Regions from separate parts of the Canis lupus genome. Here region 2 is linked to region 1. A link is a contact called in public Hi-C data. All regions are on one chromosome and are shown on one strand. Each heading gives the region's core, a stretch centred on a gene start, on an enhancer-like site or on the middle of the called end of the contact. The rest is flanking DNA. Distances are from core to core; before and after follow the strand shown. Region 1 has its middle 12 kb from the start of TSPAN15. Region 2 has its middle 41 kb from the start of NEUROG3.

What was found. A called contact is a pair of places that touch in the nucleus more often than the background predicts.
Region 2: a Hi-C map of skin fibroblasts shows a contact between it and region 1, with 2.3 times the contacts expected there. The contact joins two enhancer-like sites. A contact is called at or near these places in 4 of 9 Hi-C or Micro-C datasets (amygdala, blood, liver and 1 more).

What each region holds. Positions count from the first base shown.
Region 1 is chr4:21,261,716-21,267,471 of UU_Cfam_GSD_1.0, reverse strand. No RefSeq gene overlaps it. Among named protein-coding and RNA genes, the nearest start is that of TSPAN15, 12 kb to the left of the region's middle. Within about 2 kb of position 2,106, at least 6 of the 20 cell types and tissues checked have an H3K27ac peak or open chromatin away from gene starts, as enhancers often do.
Region 2 is chr4:21,333,518-21,339,273 of UU_Cfam_GSD_1.0, reverse strand. No RefSeq gene overlaps it. Among named protein-coding and RNA genes, the nearest start is that of NEUROG3, 41 kb to the left of the region's middle. Within about 2 kb of position 2,798, at least 2 of the 20 cell types and tissues checked have an H3K27ac peak or open chromatin away from gene starts, as enhancers often do.

The sequences.
Region 1 (5,756 bases), core at 857-3,356:
TCATGAGCCTTCTGGGGAGGGGACAGGCTCTGAAGGCATACTGCTTCTGGCTTGTGGATGGATGCACGATTAAAGGGCAGCCCAGGGGAGCATTCAATGTCGGAGTGCTGGGCTCCAGGTGGGGAGGGCCTGTGTGAGCCAGAAGGCCCATTTCTTGACATGATTTGCAACGGGAGGTGGGGGAGAGACAGGTGGAAGAAGCAAGGAGGAAGATACCCAAAGGTAAGTTCAATATGATCACAGTTTTCCCCAGAACTTCCTGCCCCTCGATGTAGTGTGAGAGCCCGCCTGTATGAAAAGGGGCTCTGTTTTAAGAAGAAGGTAGGAGGGGTTCTCCTGAGTTGAGAGACCAGCAGGTGTCCAGTCCTTTCCGCTATAACTTGACTTCCAAGCCTGGGCTCTGGGTGTGTCGGCAGAGCCTTTGGGACTTCATTCCTCAGCAAGTGACAGGCTACATGTTCCCGAGGATGGTGTGAGGCTTGGCCCATTCACCTCATCACCTGCAGCCAATGTGAGCCCCAGCTCCAGCCATGCAGATGCACCAGGCCTTGGGCTCCCACTGGGCTCCCCAGGTAACTGGGAGAGGATCCTCACCATGCTCCAACCCCGGGACACTGACGATGGTGGGCTCCCTTCCCTCCTGATCTCTGCCATCTGGACCCCTCGGGGGGGAAAAATATGGATGCCCCAGCAAGATCTGTTTCCTTTCTCTGTCCCTTCTTTCTGGGATCATCAACCATCACGAAGGTCTGAACACTGGGACAGTCCCTGAAACCATGACAGTTTGCCTGGCACTGAGGGGTTTCCTGGGTGCAGGTTCAGGCGCTAACACCAGAAAAGTCCCACGCAAAAGCAGGATAAGTTGGTCCCCCTACTTCTTTCCAGCCTTCCCCCCTGTTCAGAGGGGAATAGCTGGTGGTGAGAGAAACTCAAGCAGAGCCCTCTGAGGATGTGTCATAGGAGTAGGAGGGAGAGGCCACCAGAGCCACTCCCCTCTCTGCACAGCCCAGGGGCCGCCTGGGCCTGGCACCCACCTCCAGCCTGCTGGCTTTCTTTCCAAACTTTCTGGAACCGTCTGTCAGGGCCCTGAGGCAGCAGTAGATGCGGCCAGAGACTGAGCTTAGGACATTTTCTCCAGGGAAATATGTCACCCGGGGGACTTCGCCATAAAGCAGAACTGAGGGGGGGGGGGGGTCGCATGGAGTGGGGGGGGCACTTTCGTCGTCAGTGTATCCAACCCTTTCACGGACAGAAATGCAGCTGGAAGAGGGTCAGCATCCTGCTCAAGGCTGTGTCTTTACACCTTGTGCGCTTTCCCACATGCGTGCTATTTTGCACAATAAAACGTTTTTGTAAAAAGGCAAACATTGCCTCATTTTCATTTGCATCTCCCTGATAATTAGCAAAGTCGAGTGTATTTTTATATGCTGATTAGTCATTTGCAGCTCTACAAATTTCCTGTTTTTATCCTCTGCCCATTTTCCAATTAAGTAATAGCCTCTCTGAAGTGGGCGAGCTGAGGGTTGACAGGCTAAGAAAATGCCATTCCCACCCTCTCCTCCCTCATTGCGGTGGCAGTGAGGGCCCTTCTAGTAGAGGAGACTCTGGGCTGGTCTAGGGGAGCGTTGATGGGTGAAGGGTCTTCCAGCCGGCTGCCAGCAGAGGTTGGCCCCGTTGGGGCTCAGCCAGGCGTTCTGGGAAGGCAGCCTGGGAACACTGGCTGCTGGGGTGTTGGGCCAAGCCTACATGACTCACGGGGAGTGGCAGGGTGCCCAGGCAGCACGGCTGCATAGTAGCTCCACCTGTCACTCAGGAGGGCAGGGTGGCTGCCCCCAGAAGCTGCTCCCAGGGTGCTGCTGGGGGAGGGGGGCCTCCCAGGAACTCAGCTCTCAGGGCAATCTGAGGGTACCCAGAATGGGTCTGGGGGACACAGAAGTGGGGAGCTGGACCAAGCTATCAAAGAAGAGATGGAAAGCTTTTACACTCCAGAAACATCTATGCATCTGGGGCTCTGTGCCAGGAAGGTGAACAAGCCGTGTCCTGCCCTGTGTGGTTGCTGTGGGATCCCCAGAGGCCCTGGAGGGTGGACTCCACACTTCATAGTTTACAAAGTGCTTTCATCCACGTGTGTGAGCTCTTGCCACCTCCAGACCTACCTGGATATCACCCTCCTTCCCCACTGGACTGTGGGCACCATGAGGCAAGGACCATCTCACCACCATGGTATCAGGGTGCCGGGGGTAGTGCTGGGCACAGGTGGCTGCTCGTGAGACATGGAAGCCACAAGTCAGCTGTCCCCTTGGCCATGTGGGCTGACCCTGCTTGGACTCCATCTCAGACTGCATGGACCTGTCCATCCCCAGGCTTCCAGGGGATGTGATGACCAGCTGGTGGAGTCACCGGGGAGGGGTCAATGCTCTTCTCCCAGATTTTCTGACATCTTTCTCCCACTTCCTGTATTTTCCCCTCAGGTCACTTTAACTTCCTCTCTCCTGGTTTCCGAGCAATTCAGCTCAGCTGCCGCGCCTACTGTCTGCCTGCCCTGCCCACATCCCTGTCTGCCCTGTTCCCAGAAAACAAAAGGCCTTCCATTAGCAGAATGCCGCTTTCTGTTGCAGACATGGGTTGACTGAACGACTGTTTTCTTCTCACCCGAGGGGGGTCATCAGAAGAGTTTTGTGTGGGACACAAGACAGGAAGGAGTCAGTCTCAGAGAGCGTGCCCAAAGTCACCAGAACCCGGGTTCTTCTCCTCCACCACCTGGAGCTTCCCTCCAACTCCAAGGGACTCTTGCTCACCCTGCCTGAGCATTTCACAATGACCGCAGAGAACCAGGCTAGTCTCCTAGGGGGTCAGGTAAGCGGGGCTAGGTTAAGACCACTGGCAGCTTAAGGCTACTGTTTACTTCTAGAGCATCATAAATGCCATGGGAGCCTGGTAATTTAAGTCAGCTAGGTGGGGAGAGAGTCATGGAACTCTTCCCTTAAGAATCTCATCCTCCTTTACATTTACTGTCCTGTGAGGTCAAATCAGCGGCTCCCTAGAACATCCCCCAATTCAGCAGAGCTCATACATTCTTAAATTTGACCCAGGGATTATTTTACACTACAGCCCAGCTTGGATACAAAACACACAACTGAGCAAAAGTTGCACAAAACCCACCCACCCTCACAGCATGATGCATTCTTACATTTTCTATGCTATCCCTTTGTTTCCACACTAGTCATAATCTGCTGTTGCAAATCACTACTCTAATTAAAATTGTACTTGATCTCAGGGTCCTGAGTTCAGGCCCCGGGGGCTCCACACTGAGCATGGAGCCTACCTAAAAAAATAAAACAAAATACCAACAGAATGCCCTTGGAGAAACCCTACTAGACCTGCTTTAGCAAACAGACGAGCCACACCTGGGTTTCCAACATTTGTTTGTACAGAAAGTATCCAGGCATGAAGCAAAAGCAAAACCTTTAGAAACTTGGCTCCAGTGAATCCTGCAGTTTCCTTGATTGAGCATTGATTGCAACCCCTTATCGCCAGCTCACTCCCAGGGAGACTGGAGGGGACACTTGAAGGAGCCCCAAGGCCACAAGGAGCCCCTGTATCTCCAAGGGCGAGGACAGGTTTGGGGCCTCTACTTACAATAATATCGATGCAACATATGGGACCAAAAGCATGAAATAAGACCAAGTACTTTATTATGGAACTTAAAAGTCTGTGTCAAATCTGTAAGTAATGCACCAAATAATATTATACATTTATAGTAGGTACAATACAGAAGATATATACAATATTAAGGTAAAAATTCCTAGGCCTACAAATACATTTTTTTAAATTTATTTATTCATGAAAGACACAGAGAGACAGAGACACAGGCAGAGAGAGAAGCAGGCCTCATGCAGGGAGCCTGTTGCGGGACTCGATCCCGGGTCTCCAGGATCACACCCTGGGCCAAAGGCAGGCGCTAAACCACTGAGCCACCCAGGGATCCCCCCTACAGATAAATTAAATGAAAAGTTATAGTTGGACATTTTAATATACTTTTTAAACAACACAACAGATCAAGCAAGCAAACAACACTCATAATACAGAGGATTAAGTAATACAATGGACATGCTCAGTTTAATAGGTATGTTTAGAATTTTTAACATCAGAAATAAAGAACGTACATCCTTTTTTTTTTTTTAACATTTATTTATTAATGAGAGACACAGAGAGAGAGGCAGAGAGACAGGCAGAGGGAGAAGCAGGCTCCTCGCAGGGAACCCAATGTGGGACTCGATCCCAGGTCTTCAGGATCACACTATGGGCCAAAGGTGGAACTAAACTGCTGAGCCACCCAGGTGCCCCCATACATCCTTTTCATATATGCCTGGAAAGCTTACCAAATTAGTCATGTTTTTAGCCGCAGTGGAAACTTATAAACTATAAAAAGCGGAGATTTTCCAAACAACATATGCTGATCACAGGCCAAAGAAACCAGAAATCAGTAAGGTTGACCTCCAGATTCCCTCAACTATCTGAAAATTATGAAACATTTTTCTTTTTTTCAATTTTATTTTTATTTATTCATGAGAGACACAGAGAGAGAGGCAGAGAAAGAAAACCAGGCTCCCTGTGGGGATCCCAACATGGGACTCAATTCTGGGACCCCGGGATCACACCCTGAGCCAAAGGCAGACGCTCAACCACTGAGCCACCCAGGTGCCCTATATGAAATATTTTTCTAACATAACTTCTAGATCAAAGAGAAAACTGCAATTAAAATAACAGATTTCCTAGAAAATAATGAAGGATACATCTAAAAACCTATGCCTTATAGTAAAGATGTACTCAAAGGAAACATTATGACCTCAAATTCGTTTTTATATAAAATGGGAGACTAAAAATGTATGACTTCCTTCAATCTAAAAAAATTAGAAAAAAGGATCAAACACATTCCCTCACTCAAAAAAAGCAAGAGGATGGGAGGCACCTGGCTGTTTCAGTCAGCAGAGCGTGTGACTCTTGATCTCAGGGTTGGGAGTTCAAGCTCCATGTTGGGCATAGCGCTTATTGAAAAATCAAATCAAATCAAAATTAAAAAGAGCTTAATAACTTAAACTTACAAATCAAGAAATAGTGTTATTGTGTTAAGACATGGACATAAGTTCCAGAAAAGTAGTTCAAAGCATTGAAATCAGTTGCCTCTAGGGGACAGGAATTGGGTTAGGGAAATATTTCAGGGAACCACTTCTTATTAAGTTTTATGGTATTGACTTCTTAAACTATATAAATGTATTACTTGAATAAAAATTAAATTTGAAAAATACTTAAAGAGTGAAAGGAAAATGAACCTGGGAACTTTGACCCATGCTGATACAGTGGAAAGAACATGGGTAGCCAGACATGGCTGAGCTGAAATTTTGCCTCTGCTGCTTGCCTGTGATAGGATCCTGGGCACTGCATCTCCCCTTTAGGTCAGGATTTCTTACTTTGTAAAATGGGCACTGACATGTACATCACTATAGCAGGTGACAAGGATGAGCCTCAGCCTCATGGGCTAAATCAGGCATCCACCCCCATGCCCTTCCCTGGCACAGGCAGGACTCTTGGCCACAGACCTTTGCAGATGAACTCAGCCCATCAGCTCCCTGGCTTCACTTCTTGGTTAAAATTGTGTGTAGGGGCATCTGGGTGGCATAGTCAGTTATGCATTAACTCTTGGTTTCAGCTTAGGTCATGGACTCAGGGTCCTGAAATCGAGCCCCACATTGGGC
Region 2 (5,756 bases), core at 1,549-4,048, 71 kb before region 1:
AGGCAACTGGGATTCTGGTCCCTGAAGCCCAAGGGCCTGGGTGTCTTTACCCCTTACCCAGGGAACTCATAAATATTATAACTCTCTCTATAAGCAGTGAGGAAAGTTAGGAAGAATTGCCATACGGCTTACACATTTTTTTTTAAAGATTTTATTTATTCATGAGAGACACAGAGAGAGGCAGAGACAGAGGAGGAAGCAGGCTCCTCGCAGGAAGCCCAATGTGGGACTCGATCCCCGGAGTATGGGATCACTCCCTGAGCCGAAGGCAGACGCTCAACCGCTGAGCCACCCAGGCATCCCCAGCTTACACATTTTAACTCTACTGGGTTTTCTCTTTTTTCAATCAAGAGTTTACTTTTTTTTTATAACTTTATTGCCTGTTTCCTTTATTCCCCCCTCCCACCCCCATCCTCTGTGTGCACATGCTTGTGTATGTGCCCATGCGAGCATGTCTGGTGAAAGGCAGAGAATGCCTGTCACTCAGGTGAGCCTTCTGTGGCCCTCATCCTTGTCTTCTCAGTAATGCTCTGTCCTTAGGCTTTTTCTTTGCATCCTGGAAATGTTTCTCCATCAGTCCTTTGTATCTTTCATTGGAATTTTATGCTTTCTGTTTGACCCACTATTGCATCCAGTTCAAATCTAATCCAGCCACCATATTTTTGTTCATCACAGTCTCTTACCATGAATTGCCCTTACTTCATAGAAGAAGTATTCTCTTGCACCTTACATGGAGCCTGAATATTAGAATATTAGAATATTACAAATATTCCAATTTTGCCAGTAAAATCTGTTGCTGCGGAAGATTATCCTCTGGGTTATGCATTTATTTTCCATCTTTATTGAGCACCTACTATGAGTTTGTGAGGTGTTAGAGCTACAGTGATGATACGATATTGCCTTCACCCTCCTGTCCCCTTTCCTCTCTGCTGAATCCTTTTCTATGGGCCCATATTTTCCCCCTGAGGACTCTTCCTCTAACAAAGAGTTCTTTCTCAGTCCTTGTCAGATGCTTGGATTGCCCCAACTTCCATACAGGACCCTCAGACCCTGATGGAATCTTCCTCACTGATCTAAGGTGGGAGATGTTGGGGTGTGTGGTACTCAATCATGCCCTGGTCAGTATTCTCCACATGCTGGTTCCCTTTCTGGGTGTGATACCTCGTGCTAATCCTCCCGGCAACATGAGCTGGGAGCCTTTGCATGAGAGCGTCTCCTGCTCCCACTCTCCCCTCTCTGATTGGGCAGCTCTTCCCATTGCAGTTGGTTCTGAGACCCACTTTTGCTGCCACAGGGTCCAAATGGGTCTGAAGGGACCTCTACTGCCTTGCTCCAGAGGCTCCCCAGCATTGCCCAGGTCAGCATCAGGAAGATGGCTAAGCCAGTCAAAAAACTCCATCCAGGTGGCCCAGCCCCAACCAGCCCCTCACTAATGGCAACTTAATCTGGGTCCTTGCTAGAAGCTGCTACAAGATCTGTCTCTGGCACAGGCTCAATTTCTTAAGTTGATACAGGTACTGTTTTTATTTGTAGCCACCCAGGTTTTTCATTAGGTATTGGAAAGGGGAGAGGAAGCTATGAAATATTTACTTTGGACATGTAGGGAAGGACACAGGAGCAGGGAGTGGGAGGCAACAGTGCAGCCATCGGCAGGGTGATAGGTGGGGTTAAAGAGCATCCTTACATCTGGCAGGTCCCTTAGATGTTCCCTCTGGAGAGGAGAGAGAGAAGCCCTAAGAGGGACATAGATTTGACCAGGCTGACAGCCCTTGGCCCTGTGGGGCTCGCGTGTGGAATGCCCAGGGCCCACTGAGTCCTAGGAGCTTGTCCAGCACAGATGCCCTATGCTCCTGGCCATTTCCCTTCTCTCAGCCAGCACCTGCTGACAGAGCACCCTCCGTGCACGAAGCACCATTGGCTAAGCATGGGGGAGACAGCAGTGCAGGAAACAGAGCAAAATCCAGCCCGTGAGCCGAAGAGACTGCAGATAAAAAAATAAATCAGTAAAATAGGTAACACACTCAGTGACCACTATGTTATGACTGTCGCTTGTTAGCCTAGCCTGCTCAGTACAAGGGGCAAGGGTTTGACCCCAAACCCGGTTGGGTGCCGAGCCCTCACAGGGCAGCGACTTCACACGAATGGTTTCATGTGACCTGGTGACAGTGACCTGGTCACCCTCCCCAGGCTCATTCCAGGCCCTTCCGTGGCCATCTAAAGGCAGAGGCTTCCCTCTGGTGGTTGCAATGCGAGGGGTGCTCAGGCCCTGCTGCTTGGGCAGGGGAGGGGTCCTTCACCTGGGGTCCTGTTCGGGTTGGAGGAGGGAGAGGCACTGGAACCTCTGACGCAGGCAGCCCTTCAAACCCTGGCTCTTCCCCTCATTCCACTACCAGGTCTCTCTAAGCCCCGGTGTCCTCATCTGCAAATCGGGAGACAACTAAACAGGATGAAGAAGAAGATACACTAAGCATGTGGACAACAATAACCAATTACTAGGGTTGGCATCGGGCCTCTGTTCCCTAGTCTATAAAACAGGGTTGGAAAATCTCGTCTATGCCAGCCTCACAGAATGTCACTTAACAACCGTTTATTTATTGACCGCCTGCTCTATGCGGGCACCTATGGCATTTTAGGCTCCCTCACCCTGAGGCTCGCTCCTGGGACCGGGGAGGGGGCGCCCTGGCTGCAGCCCCAGCTCCCCAGCTGGGCCACTCAGGCTGGGAGGGGTGCACCGGGTGGAGGGCGAGGGCTGGGCTCAAGCAGCGGCCGGCGGCGCCACCTGGTGGCCACACGCAGCCCTGCCAGGTGACACAAGACGTGCTTTCGGCCTTTCTGGGGCTCTTAGGACTGCAAAACAGGCTTCCTTCAGGGGCTCGCAGACTGTGGGGAGCCAGGACCCGGTGCCAGAGCCAGCGACCCCATATTATTTCTGGGCACTTCCCAGGCCCCAAGAGGGTGGTAGGCAGAGCAGGGACTTGGAAGGAGCCAGGCTTTGGGGTTGCTGGCAGTGCATCTTGGCATACAACCTACTAAACTAGTCTTGGTTTCCTTCAGGCTGGCACAGTGTGTGGATGAAGGGGATGCTTGGGGTTTATCTCCCCGTGGAGCATATGTCCCCAGCTCCTCCTTTCTTCCCCCTCCTTTAACCACTCTGAGCTGCTACTGTGTGTCAGGAGTTGGGCTGGGTGCTAGAAATACAGTGGAGCCCAGAAGTCCCCCCACCCCCCTGGTGCTGTGTTCTGTCCAGAACTACCTACCTCCAGCCTGCTCTGGGGCCATGGGCCTAAAATGCCTGCTTGGACTCAGGTGTGCACAATCTAATGTGCAGGGGAGCTCATCCCTGTGGGCCGCTCTTGACTATTGGGAGCTGATGGGGAAATATCTCTCGCTTTCATCCCCAGGTGGAGAATTTATTCCCAAGCCTTTTGACGGGGTCCCAAGGGAGTTAGCAACCCCACCACCATGGGAGGCAATTACACATTCTGGCATTAGCTTTCTCTACTTCCTTGCCTTTTTTCCCCTTGTTCCTCACCCCTGTTCCCAAAGAAATTACCTGTATGAGGCATTTGTCTCAGCATCAGCCTTCAGGAGAACCCAAACTAAGACAAGTGGTGAACAAAACACACAAACATCCCCACCTTCACGGAGCTTTCACTCCAGTCGGAGACAGGAAATAAGGCCGAAAGGCGCAGAGCAGCTCCACCGTGGAAAGGGCTGGGAAGAGGACGAAGCCAGGCAGGGGGGCAGAGAATTCAGGAGGGAGACAGCCGTTTTATCAAGGGTGGCCGTGGACCTCTCACCAAGCAGGCGACATCTGACCAGATGAAACCGAGAGCAGGTCTTGCTGACATCTGAGCACAGAGCCTCCAAGGCAGAGGAAGAGCAAATGCAGAGGCTGGGTGCATTCCAGGAACAGTCAAGTCTGGCTCCAAGGTCTTTGGTCTAAGCAACTGGAAAGATGGAGTGGTCAGTCCCTGAGATGCAGGTACGGGAATGTCTGCGTGTGTATGTGTGTGTGTGTGTGTGTGTGTGTGTGTGTGTTGGTGTGCGTGCATATGTATGTGGGTATGGGAGTATGCATATACATGTATGTATGTTTGTGTGTACCTATGTGTATATATCTGTGTGTGTATATATGTATTGTGTGTGTATATATATATGTGTGTGTATATATGTATACACATACACACACAATGAAACATTATTCAGCCATAAACAAAGGAGGGGTACCTGGCTGGCTCAGTCAGAAGAATGACTCTTGATCTCGGGGTTGTGAGCCCGAGTCCCATGTGGAGTATAAAGATTACTTTTTTAAAAAATCTTAAAAAAAAAAAAAAAAAAGGAAGGCAATCTTGCCATTTGCAAAAAAACATAGACCTTGAGGGCATTATGCTAAGTGAAATAAAGCAGAGAAACACAAATACTTTATGATCTTACTTATATGTGGAATCTTTTTTTAAAAAACCCAATTTAGGGATGCCTGGGTGGCTCAGCAGTTGAGGGTCTGCCTTTGGCTCAGGGTGTGATCTGGGAATTCCAGGATCGAGTCCCACATCAGGCTCCTGCAGGGAGCCTGCCTGCTTCTCCCTCTGCCTCTCTCTCTATGTCGCTCTTGAATAAATAAATAAATCTTTTTTAAAAATTAAAAGTAATTTAAAAATTAAAAACCCAATTTATAGAAACAGATTGGTGATTGACAAAGGTGAGGGTGGGAGTGGGCAAAAGGAGTGAAGGGGGTCAAGAGGTAAAAACTCCAGTTAACTATGTCCTGGGCAACATACTGTACAGCACAGTGACTATAGTTAATAATACTGTATTGTTTGAAAGTTGCTAAGAGAGTGGATCTTAAAAGTTCTCATTACAAGAAAAAAAAATGTGACTATGGGGTGTTATGGATGTTAACTAGATTTATTGAGGTGATCATTTTGCAATGTATACAAATAGCAAATCACCTTGTACCTCTGAAAATAATGTTAGGTATTGCTGTGTATATGGAATATAATGCTAATATAATGTTAAATGTCAATTATATCTCAATTTTTAAAAAACGATAAGTGAGGTGATGGATGTGTTAATTAACTCAATGGTGGGGATCTTATCATGGTGTATATCAAATTATCACACTGCACACTTTCAACATATTAGAATTTGTACATGTACATGTATGTACATACACAAATTAGACAATAAACTTTGTCAATCATACTTCAATACAGTTGGAAAGTAAAGTTATTAATAGAATGAAGAAATAAAGAAGTGAATCTGAAAAAAAAAAGTGAGAGGAGAGGAATCAGAATATGGACACTCTTTCAAAGTGGTTGTGGTAGAGAGAAAGCCAGATATCGAGGGGTGGCTACAGGGGAAGTAAGATCAAGAGAGGTTTGCTTGTTTGTTTCCAGATAGGAAGAGCATAGCTTGTTTACACACTCATGAGAATGATCCAGCTGGTTCTTTGAGAAGATAAAACTGACAGACAGACCCTGGCTAGACTCATTAGAGAAGAGAGAGAAAAAGTCAAATTACAAATACCAGAAATAAGAAAACTGTGATCAATATGTATTATGCAGATATTAAAAGGATAATAAGAGAAAGTTCTGAACAATTTTATGCCAATAAGTTTGATATCTTAGATGAAATGGAAAAATTCCTTGAAGGACTAAACTGCCAAGTTCTCCAAAAAAAAAAAAAAAAAGAAGGAAAAAAGAACCTAAATAGCCTGATATCCATTAAAGAAAGTGGAATTATTATTATTTTTT